Regions from separate parts of the Mus musculus genome. Here region 1 is linked to region 2. Evidence: chromatin contacts called from public HiChIP or PLAC-seq data. All regions are on one chromosome and are shown on one strand. Each heading gives the region's core, a stretch centred on a gene start, on an enhancer-like site or on the middle of the called end of the contact. The rest is flanking DNA. Distances are from core to core; before and after follow the strand shown. Region 1 has its middle 26 kb from the start of Gm22997. Region 2 overlaps Lgr4 (leucine-rich repeat-containing G protein-coupled receptor 4).

What was found. HiChIP or PLAC-seq counts read pairs in DNA pulled down with a chosen protein or histone mark.
Region 1: a contact with region 2 is called in an H3K4me3 HiChIP or PLAC-seq map of embryonic basal ganglia, with 2.8 times the contacts expected there. The contact joins two enhancer-like sites. A contact is called at or near these places in 7 of 39 promoter capture datasets (the C10 cell line, the HPC-7 cell line, cranial neural crest and 4 more), 2 of 15 datasets of contacts at CTCF or cohesin (the NIH/3T3 cell line and pro-B cells) and 8 of 115 datasets of contacts at active chromatin or transcription factors (cardiomyocytes, embryonic basal ganglia, embryonic limb bud and 4 more).

Annotation. Positions count from the first base shown.
Region 1 is chr2:110,190,028-110,193,994 of GRCm38.p6, forward strand. No RefSeq gene overlaps it. Among named protein-coding and RNA genes, the nearest start is that of Gm22997, 26 kb to the right of the region's middle. Within about 2 kb of position 2,589, at least 142 of the 459 cell types and tissues checked have an H3K27ac peak or open chromatin away from gene starts, as enhancers often do. A contact at or near this core is called in embryonic basal ganglia, where this site is marked.
Region 2 is chr2:109,941,203-109,945,192 of GRCm38.p6, forward strand. All of the region lies in intron 1 of Lgr4 (leucine-rich repeat-containing G protein-coupled receptor 4), which reads left to right. Among named protein-coding and RNA genes, the nearest start is that of Lgr4, 26 kb to the left of the region's middle. Within about 2 kb of position 2,114, at least 50 of the 459 cell types and tissues checked have an H3K27ac peak or open chromatin away from gene starts, as enhancers often do. A contact at or near this core is called in embryonic basal ganglia, where this site is marked.

The DNA.
Region 1 (3,967 bases), core at 1,339-3,838, 250 kb after region 2:
TTGTTTGTGGTTTTTCCTGCAGGCATTTGGAGTATAGGAAAGGGTTTCTTCCCCTTTCTTGTTACTATTTTCCGTCTTTTGCAGCCTGATGAATAGGGCAGTGTTTAAACACCTTAGATAGCTGGCTTTTGCGTCCTACCCCCTACTGGCCTGCCACTTTGCCTCTTTAAATCTCAGTTTTCTTGAGCATCCTGTGGGAGAGTGTTTGGTCCCACCTTGTAGGATAAATGCAAAGGTAAAGATAATTTAAGAAACAGGCTTGATGCAGGCAGCCCCCACATGGTGAATGTTCAGAGATGCCAGCTGTTTTTGCTACTTTCAAGTTAAGAAACTTCCCAGCTACTCTAGAAACCGTAAACAGAAAAAGGTTGCCTATTCTCCTGCCTTAGATCAGTCAAAGGTGTACCCACAGGGTTAGTTAACAGTTTATTTCTGTTCTAGTTCATTATCACCTGACTGTTAAAAGTATTTTAATTTGGAGGGTCTCTTTCAGCCTAGGCTAGCTTTGAATCACTGTTTAGCTGAGGATGACCTTGAACTTCTAACTCTCCTGGCTCCACTTCTACCTTCTGACTGTTTGTGTGACACTGTGCTTGATTTATGCTGTGCTGGGGATTAAACTCATGGCCTTGTGCATGCCAGACAGATGGGTTACCAGTACAGCTATATCACCTAAAAGCCTTTTCAAAAACAAAAAATATTGTTTTATGTGTATGTGTGTCTGCATGTATGTCTGCGCATCATGCCAGTACATAGTGCTCTTGAAGGCCAGATGGGATGTCGAGTCTTACAGATGCTCGTGACCTGCCATGTGCGTGCTGGGCATTGAATATGGGTGCTCTGGAGGAGTAGTCAGTACTCTTTGCTCCTGAGACATATCTCTAGCCACCTTCTAAAAGCCTTTTGAATGAGAGTGTTCATTCAAAGAATTAAAAATTAAAAATCTGGTTTTCTTTTTAACCCATAACAGTCCTCAATCCCTACCTTCTCTTAGCATCAACTTGCAGCCCTCAGCACTTTGTGGAGACCTCTAATATTGATCTTTTGTGTATCCACCAAACATATTTCATTTTTCTGCATATAAGATCGCTATAGTAGAATCAAGGAGTGTGTTCAATGTCATATTGCTGCATAATGAACTACCATCAACTGAGTGACTTTAAACAGCAGTTACTGATTAAGTTTCTGTGGGTTTGGAGTCTGGGTGTCTGCACTGAGTCCTTCATTCAGGCTCTCACAAAGCTGCACTGGAGGTATCGGTTGGGCTGCACTTTCATTTGGAGGCCTCTTTAGTGAAGAATCCTCAGAGAAGGGATTGAGAGCAGCTTCCGCCTGTCTGGGGCCAGCTGACCTTCACTCCTTGATGCTTCCCACAGTTCCTTGTCACATCAGCTTCTCTCATAAGGAAGAGTTATGTGGTTCGTGGGCTGCTTGCTCTCTCATTAGCCAGAAAGCTCTCTAGACTGTATCTGCTATTAAATAAGTCTTACAGAACACACATGGTTGCAGCTCAGGAATTCTGTCACCCTTTGCCATTCCTATTGTTTGAAAAATGTCTCTCCCTGCGCAAGGGAAGTTGAGTGCACATCCAGGATCACTAGGATACCAGTAGGCAAAGACTGTAGAGTTAAGTATTCCTTTTAGTCTTTCTACCACTATAAAGAATCTCTCCTCCCGTGTGTGTGTGTGTGTGTGTGTGTGTGTGTGTGTGTGTGTGTGTGTGTGTGTGTGTGTTACTAGTAAACTTGAGCATTCGTGATTTGGAGTTGAGAATCTCTCAAAGACTATCCATGCGTTGTCTCTGCTGTCTTTCTGCTTGGGACCTCCCCACTTTGATCATGAAGTGAAGGCTGCTCCTCTAATCCCTACATCCTTGTTCAAAGAGGTAAGAAGGGGAAAGGGCAAAAGACACCTGTCAGCTAAGACAGATTCTCTTCATCAGTAAAACAATAGGTTCTCAGAAGCCCTGCTCTGACTCATCGCTCTCATTGACTTTCCTCCACCTTGCCCATATCAGCAGGCAATCTAGATTGTGTCGGTCAAAGGGACACACACACACACACACACACACACACACACACACGCATGCATGCACCAATGCCCATTGTATCGAAACAAAACATGCCAGTCTCAGTCCTTCAAGCCTTCCAGGCATGGGAACATGGGTGAATGCAATGTGAATAGGTTACAAAGCTTGAATGAGAAAACCGTGCGGTGCCTGGCCCACAGCGGAGTGTCCAGTCACCTCTTTTCTCGCTCTCCCTGTTTTTCTTCTACTTTGCTCCTACATCTCGCTTTAAATGCTCTAAACACAGCAGCACTTCCAGAGTTAAGCACCCAGACAAGCAGGCAAGTCTGTATTCAGAGCTCAGAGGAAAGTTTATGAGGGAGGAATGTAATAGCCCCAGCTGGAGCGCCGCCAGAGGACTAGCAACTGCAACACCCTTATTTGCTCTGGGGAGGAGCAGCTTGGAAACTTTTTATGAGATTCCAGAAGCAGCAAGGTCATCGGTTTTACTGCCGTCCTGCTCCATTTGTAAATACAGCCTTTGAATGATAATGTTTGGGCTCCTTGACAAGAGCCGAGGCTGGCAGTTAGCTCCTCTGCAGCAGGGGACAATAGAGTGAGAGATGTTCTGCTCTGTATGACGGTGAGGTATGCAGAGTAATTTTAGACCCTAACAAACAATGGTGATAAACCATTCCTCCTTTCAGAGAGCTTAATTTCCAAACGGCCTCACCATAAATTCCCTGGTATGTATCTGAGGCAGGTAATCTGATTAGTCAGGTCCCAAGAGAAGCAACACATGTTTACTGTCACGCTCATTTTCCAGCCAGCTGCAAGGGTCTGGAGGAGGGCTCTTGGTTAAGCCTGTTTGCTGTGATCCTCTCAAGGCCAAGGAGGGCTGTGTCCTTGCCAGGACCCACATATTCTTTCAAGCAAGAAACCTTTCTCCAGTGACACCTGGTCCTCTCTCTAGCTGCTCACTAGACCATGCCTTTTTTTTTTTTTTTTTTTTTTTAAATCACAAATGAGAGTTTACTAGACTGGACGCAGGAAACATTTGTCACCATTTGGCCAGGTGCTAGGTCTTATGTGGCTTGCAGTTGACCATGGGAACAGGGTCATTCCACCCTTAGGATCCTGTTCTGGCTAGATGGCAGCAGAGGCAAAGGCAGCTTGTGGCACACAGACTCTTGAATGTGCACCTGGTTTAGGTGCTGGCATTTGTTGGATCTGAAACTGCACAATGCCTTGTAGTCACATGAAGCAGGATAGATCTTAAGGTTTTCCTCCCTCCCTGTCCCTGTCACACTCTCTCTCTGTCTATGTCTCTCTGTCTCTGTATCTTTGTCTCTGTCTCTCTGCAAGAGATGATATTGAAAGCAAAGGGTTTAGTGGAGAGTTTGTTTGAAGCAGATGGCAACCTCCTAGACATCTCTTCTCAAAGGAGGCTAGTTAAAAAGTTGTTCTCTGAAGACCTTGGTAAACTCTAGACAAATATCTTCCCTCTTTGGGCAATTAGAGGTTGGCACCTCACTGCCTATCACCTTAGTTAGGAGAAGCCAATTCCATCATTTATTTGCCTTTTTGTGAATATAGACAATTATGCTTCACTAACCTATCAACTTGTCAGTATGTGGATTGCAGAATGTTTCTATGTAGTGAGTTGCTGACCAGTGGCAGTTATATTTAATAGAGTTAAAGCATCCTTGGCCACCACAGAGATCACTGACTTTCAAAATTAAAGTTTTGGTATCTAAAATGCATACATAAGATTGAAAGATGTTCAGCACATATCACTAACTATGCATTACTGCTAAACTTCCATGCCTAAAGTATGATAGATGTTAATATTATTCACATGCTGCAATTAGACATTAGAAAGTATAATTTCTCTGTCTCTTAAAATCAAAGTATAACTATGTTAAACATAAATGTTTAGAGCATGTGTGAATTCTGTGT
Region 2 (3,990 bases), core at 864-3,363:
GGAAAGCACCTCTTTACCTTGTATGAAGCCTTAGGTTAGAGCCCCAACATTGCAAGCAAGCAATAAATAAATACAATAAAATAAAGCTTCTCTTCTTTACAGAAAGGAGGAGCCTTGGTTATCTTTTTTTTTTTTTTTTTTAATTTCACGAAGATTTAATACAGCATTGAGGAAATGCACAAGTCAAATATACAGTAAACATTTGGCTAAGTCCTTTCTTAGTGAGCATTTGGAGGGTTAGAATCAGGCCTTACGTGGAGACTCCAGCTCTTATTTCCTTCCTGACTTTAGCTCCTCTCTCTCTGGCTGTTTTTTCTCTCTTGCATGTAATATATATATATATATATATATATATATATATATATATATATATATATACACACACACACACACACACACTCAACTATGTTGAAGAAACTGAAGGCCATGGAAATATTACATTGGAAGTTGTCCTTTACTTGTGAGTTTTTATACATTAACCTGCTTAGCAAAAGTTTATGCCATCAGCAAAGTATGCGCTTATTGTACTTCCAGGTGTATTGTTGTATTCAAGGGTAGAATCGGGGAAGTTAGGACAGGGCTTCCTGAGTAATGTGTTCCAGAGCCTTCATAGGCACCAGGATTATACTCCGTTTTGTATTTGTCAGTTCACCTTATTGTCACTAATCCATTGGAGAGGTCTTTATTCCCTGTTAAACTGTGGCACTGATGTAAAACATTTAATTTGCTTAACATGTTGGTAATGTACATCCAAGGTCATGGTTTATAGTTTCTAACCAGGGGTTGGACTCCTGCTCTCTGACTCTGGGCCATGTGCCCTTTTCCCTATGGCTCACAAGTGTCCACAGATGATGTGGTTTGTTGGAGAAGAAAAAAAAAGTCCAAGAAGAATCGATGTGAGAGTGAGTGCCATACCGAAGCGCAGGACTGAGGTCTGTGGGAACAAGAGGAGGCCGAGAAGCTCGCTTTGCTTAGGGAGTGGGAAGCCTTCCCAGCTGAGGTGACATTTGAGCTGGGTCATTTAGTCTTCTGCAGGGCAGCTGCCAGGTTCTGCCTTGTTTGAAATCAGCACATTTACAAGAGAATAGTGGAGCACATTCAACTTGATGGATTAGATTGACAGATTGAAAGTAACTCCCCCAATGATGGCTTTGTTAGGTGTTTGTTCTCTGAGAACTCTACCTGCCACTCCCCTTTGGTGAATTGTGGCAAGGAAGCTGTCACATTAAGCTGTCATTCAGGATATTGGGGGGGGGGCACAAATTATGGGCAGGAGTAGGTATTTTCAGAACAGCCTACAACCCGGAAAGATTATATTTCAGAGCATTTAAAAACGAACACAACAGTCCTTTTTAATCTGTGCAAAAAGAAAATTGGATAATGAAAAGTTAATTAGGCCATGGATCTTTTTAAAGCTTAGAGATTCTGATGCTTATCCACCATAATTAGATGAATCTTTGTTGAGGCTGGGATAGAAAAAAAAAATCAATTATAGAATCACACAATATTCTTACATAGAGTATTCAATTCTAAAAATACTTCATGTTTCTTGGGGGTATTTTTTTGAAATTAGTTTCTAAGAAGTACATTTGATTCTAGCGTCTACCTCCCTGTTTGGCCCTCTACTCGCTCGCTGTAAGACCATCTCATAGATTTTGCGGTTTCTTTCCATTTATGTGTGTTACATTATTGAAAGATGGAAGACACAGCTCTAGATCTTCCTAAATTATGGCTGCTCACAGTTTTATTTCTGGAGAAATGGCTGAACAATACTTTGGGGTTGGCACTCCCCTCCCTAGCCCCTGACCCTGCTTTCCCATTCCCTTCGAACCAACCCTTCTTTCAACCCCCACTCCCCAAGCCTGGAATGGAAAGAACTTGCTTTGTTACTTATGATAATATTTAAGCTCTAAAATTTTAACAGTATTTCAGTTGCAAATAAATGGAAATTGTGTATTCTGTTTAATGTGTTTCAGAAAATCCCTGCCATTTTTTTTCTTTAAATACAAGAAAACAGGCATGTAATGCCTCATTGAGAAAAGCCCGGAGGAGTGCTTTGTGCAGGTCTTAATTAAGGGCTTTGAAAGACCAAACAAAAGGCAAAGGGAAATGCTACAGGGTTATTGTTATTCCACCCATTGGCTCAGCTAGCTGACCATCCATTGGACCATTTTGTCCATTTTGAAACTGAATGACACTTTTGTTCGTGATTAACAGAGGTGAAAGAAGCCAATTATTGGGCCCTCTTTTTCCATAGAACAGCTGCTGTTGGATTTAACTGCGGGCAAATATGGCCTTTTACTCCTGCAAGGATGTTGTGATGACAGTTTATTTTTATAGAACTACGTGACTGAAAACAAAATCTGTCTGACTTTTGTTATGAATATGCCCAGGAATTTATCATGGAAGGGTGAGTTTGTTGAGCTGTTTCTGGAGTTCTCTGTGAAAATAGCAAATATGTAGTGTATAATTCACATGTGCATATTTTAGCATCTTCTGATGTGAGGATTCAGTGTTAGAAATCTCTTTTTTTACTCTACATTTGCAGCTCTCAGCCTTATCCTGTTTAACTTTTATAGGAAACTCATAATTTATTAAAGGTGGGAAGCAATCAGTGGAAGACTGAGTGATCTTGAGTAAGCGTCGAGCTATTCTGATACAGACTTCTTAAGTGGGACAGATGAATCCCAGAGACCACCTACCCTTAGTGGGAAGTCCCAGCTCCACCCTTCAGGGCTAAGAATGAGTTTGGGGGACTCTCCCTTGGGTTTTGGTATTAATGAATGTTTACTGATAGATGCACCTGGGCTTTGGGCATATGGGGGTCTGGGATGACTTCATTGTAATGTTTTTGGATTGTGGGGCATGAAATGGTTCACTTTAGTAAAATTCTAGTTTTCTCAGGTGATCTAAAAGTAAGTCCATCCTTTGCTAGGAACGGAATCAGCATGGCTCTGTCTACTAAGAGAAGGATATGTATATTACTGCCTTGCTTTTGGGAACAGTTTCCCGAAGCTACTTGAGAGGCTGTTCTGGGCTTTCTTAGGTCTTTCTGTATTTGTTGGCAGGAAATAAATGGAACCCATATTCACTTTTCAGTTTTCTTCTGAAGATGGATACATCCTAATCTGATTTTACTGATAAGCACTCTCTGTTGATATCGCCACATTAAAATAGAAAGTGCGGTCCATATATTTGCTTTAATCGTCATTGTTTCGAAAATACTTAGCAGGAGCAGTTTGCTGTGGCTCATGATGTAAGAGAATTTCAGTCTGTCATGGTGGAGAAGGTGTGGTGGAGGGAGCCCCTCAGCCTGAGTCCGCAGGAGTAGGAGGCAGTGGCTTTGTTGAATTGGGAAGTGGAAACAGGTAGCTGGGGCTGTAAATGGCTAAGGCCCTTCCCTAGCAGTCCACCGCCACTATTTAGCCTCCTCCTCTTCCTTCAGATTGTTCAACCTCCCCAGTCAACAAGTGCCACACCAGCTGGGGATTAGCGATCAGATACGAGAGTTTTGGGGGAAACATTTCTAACCCAAACACCAACAGTCCCTAAAGCCTTAAAACAAAATGAAGTAAAATTTTATGGCGAGATGCGTAGCCTGGTTGTGTGGTTTCATAAACCTAGCTATCATTTGAATAAAGTGTTTAACTCTGAAGCTCCTGTTTATAGAGCATGTCTTTCTTTCTGTAGACTTTGCAGAAGAGATGGTCTGGAACTGAGTTGTGTGTCTCTTGTCATCTGGGATCATTCCCCTCTTCTCTGTCCCATATTTTGCTCGGCTATGCCCCTGAACAGCTCGCTCACTCAGGCTGATGTGCTTCCTAGCATCCTCGTTTCTTTACTGGCTTGGCCGCAGGACAGCTTTCCTAGCAGTAGGCCCCTGGATTGAGGCTGGTTGAACTGTTAAGGGAATAACCAAGCATTGGAATTCTGGCCTCTCCACTTTCCTGCCTGCAAGTCATCAGAATGCTGTCTTCACTTCCAGCCCCA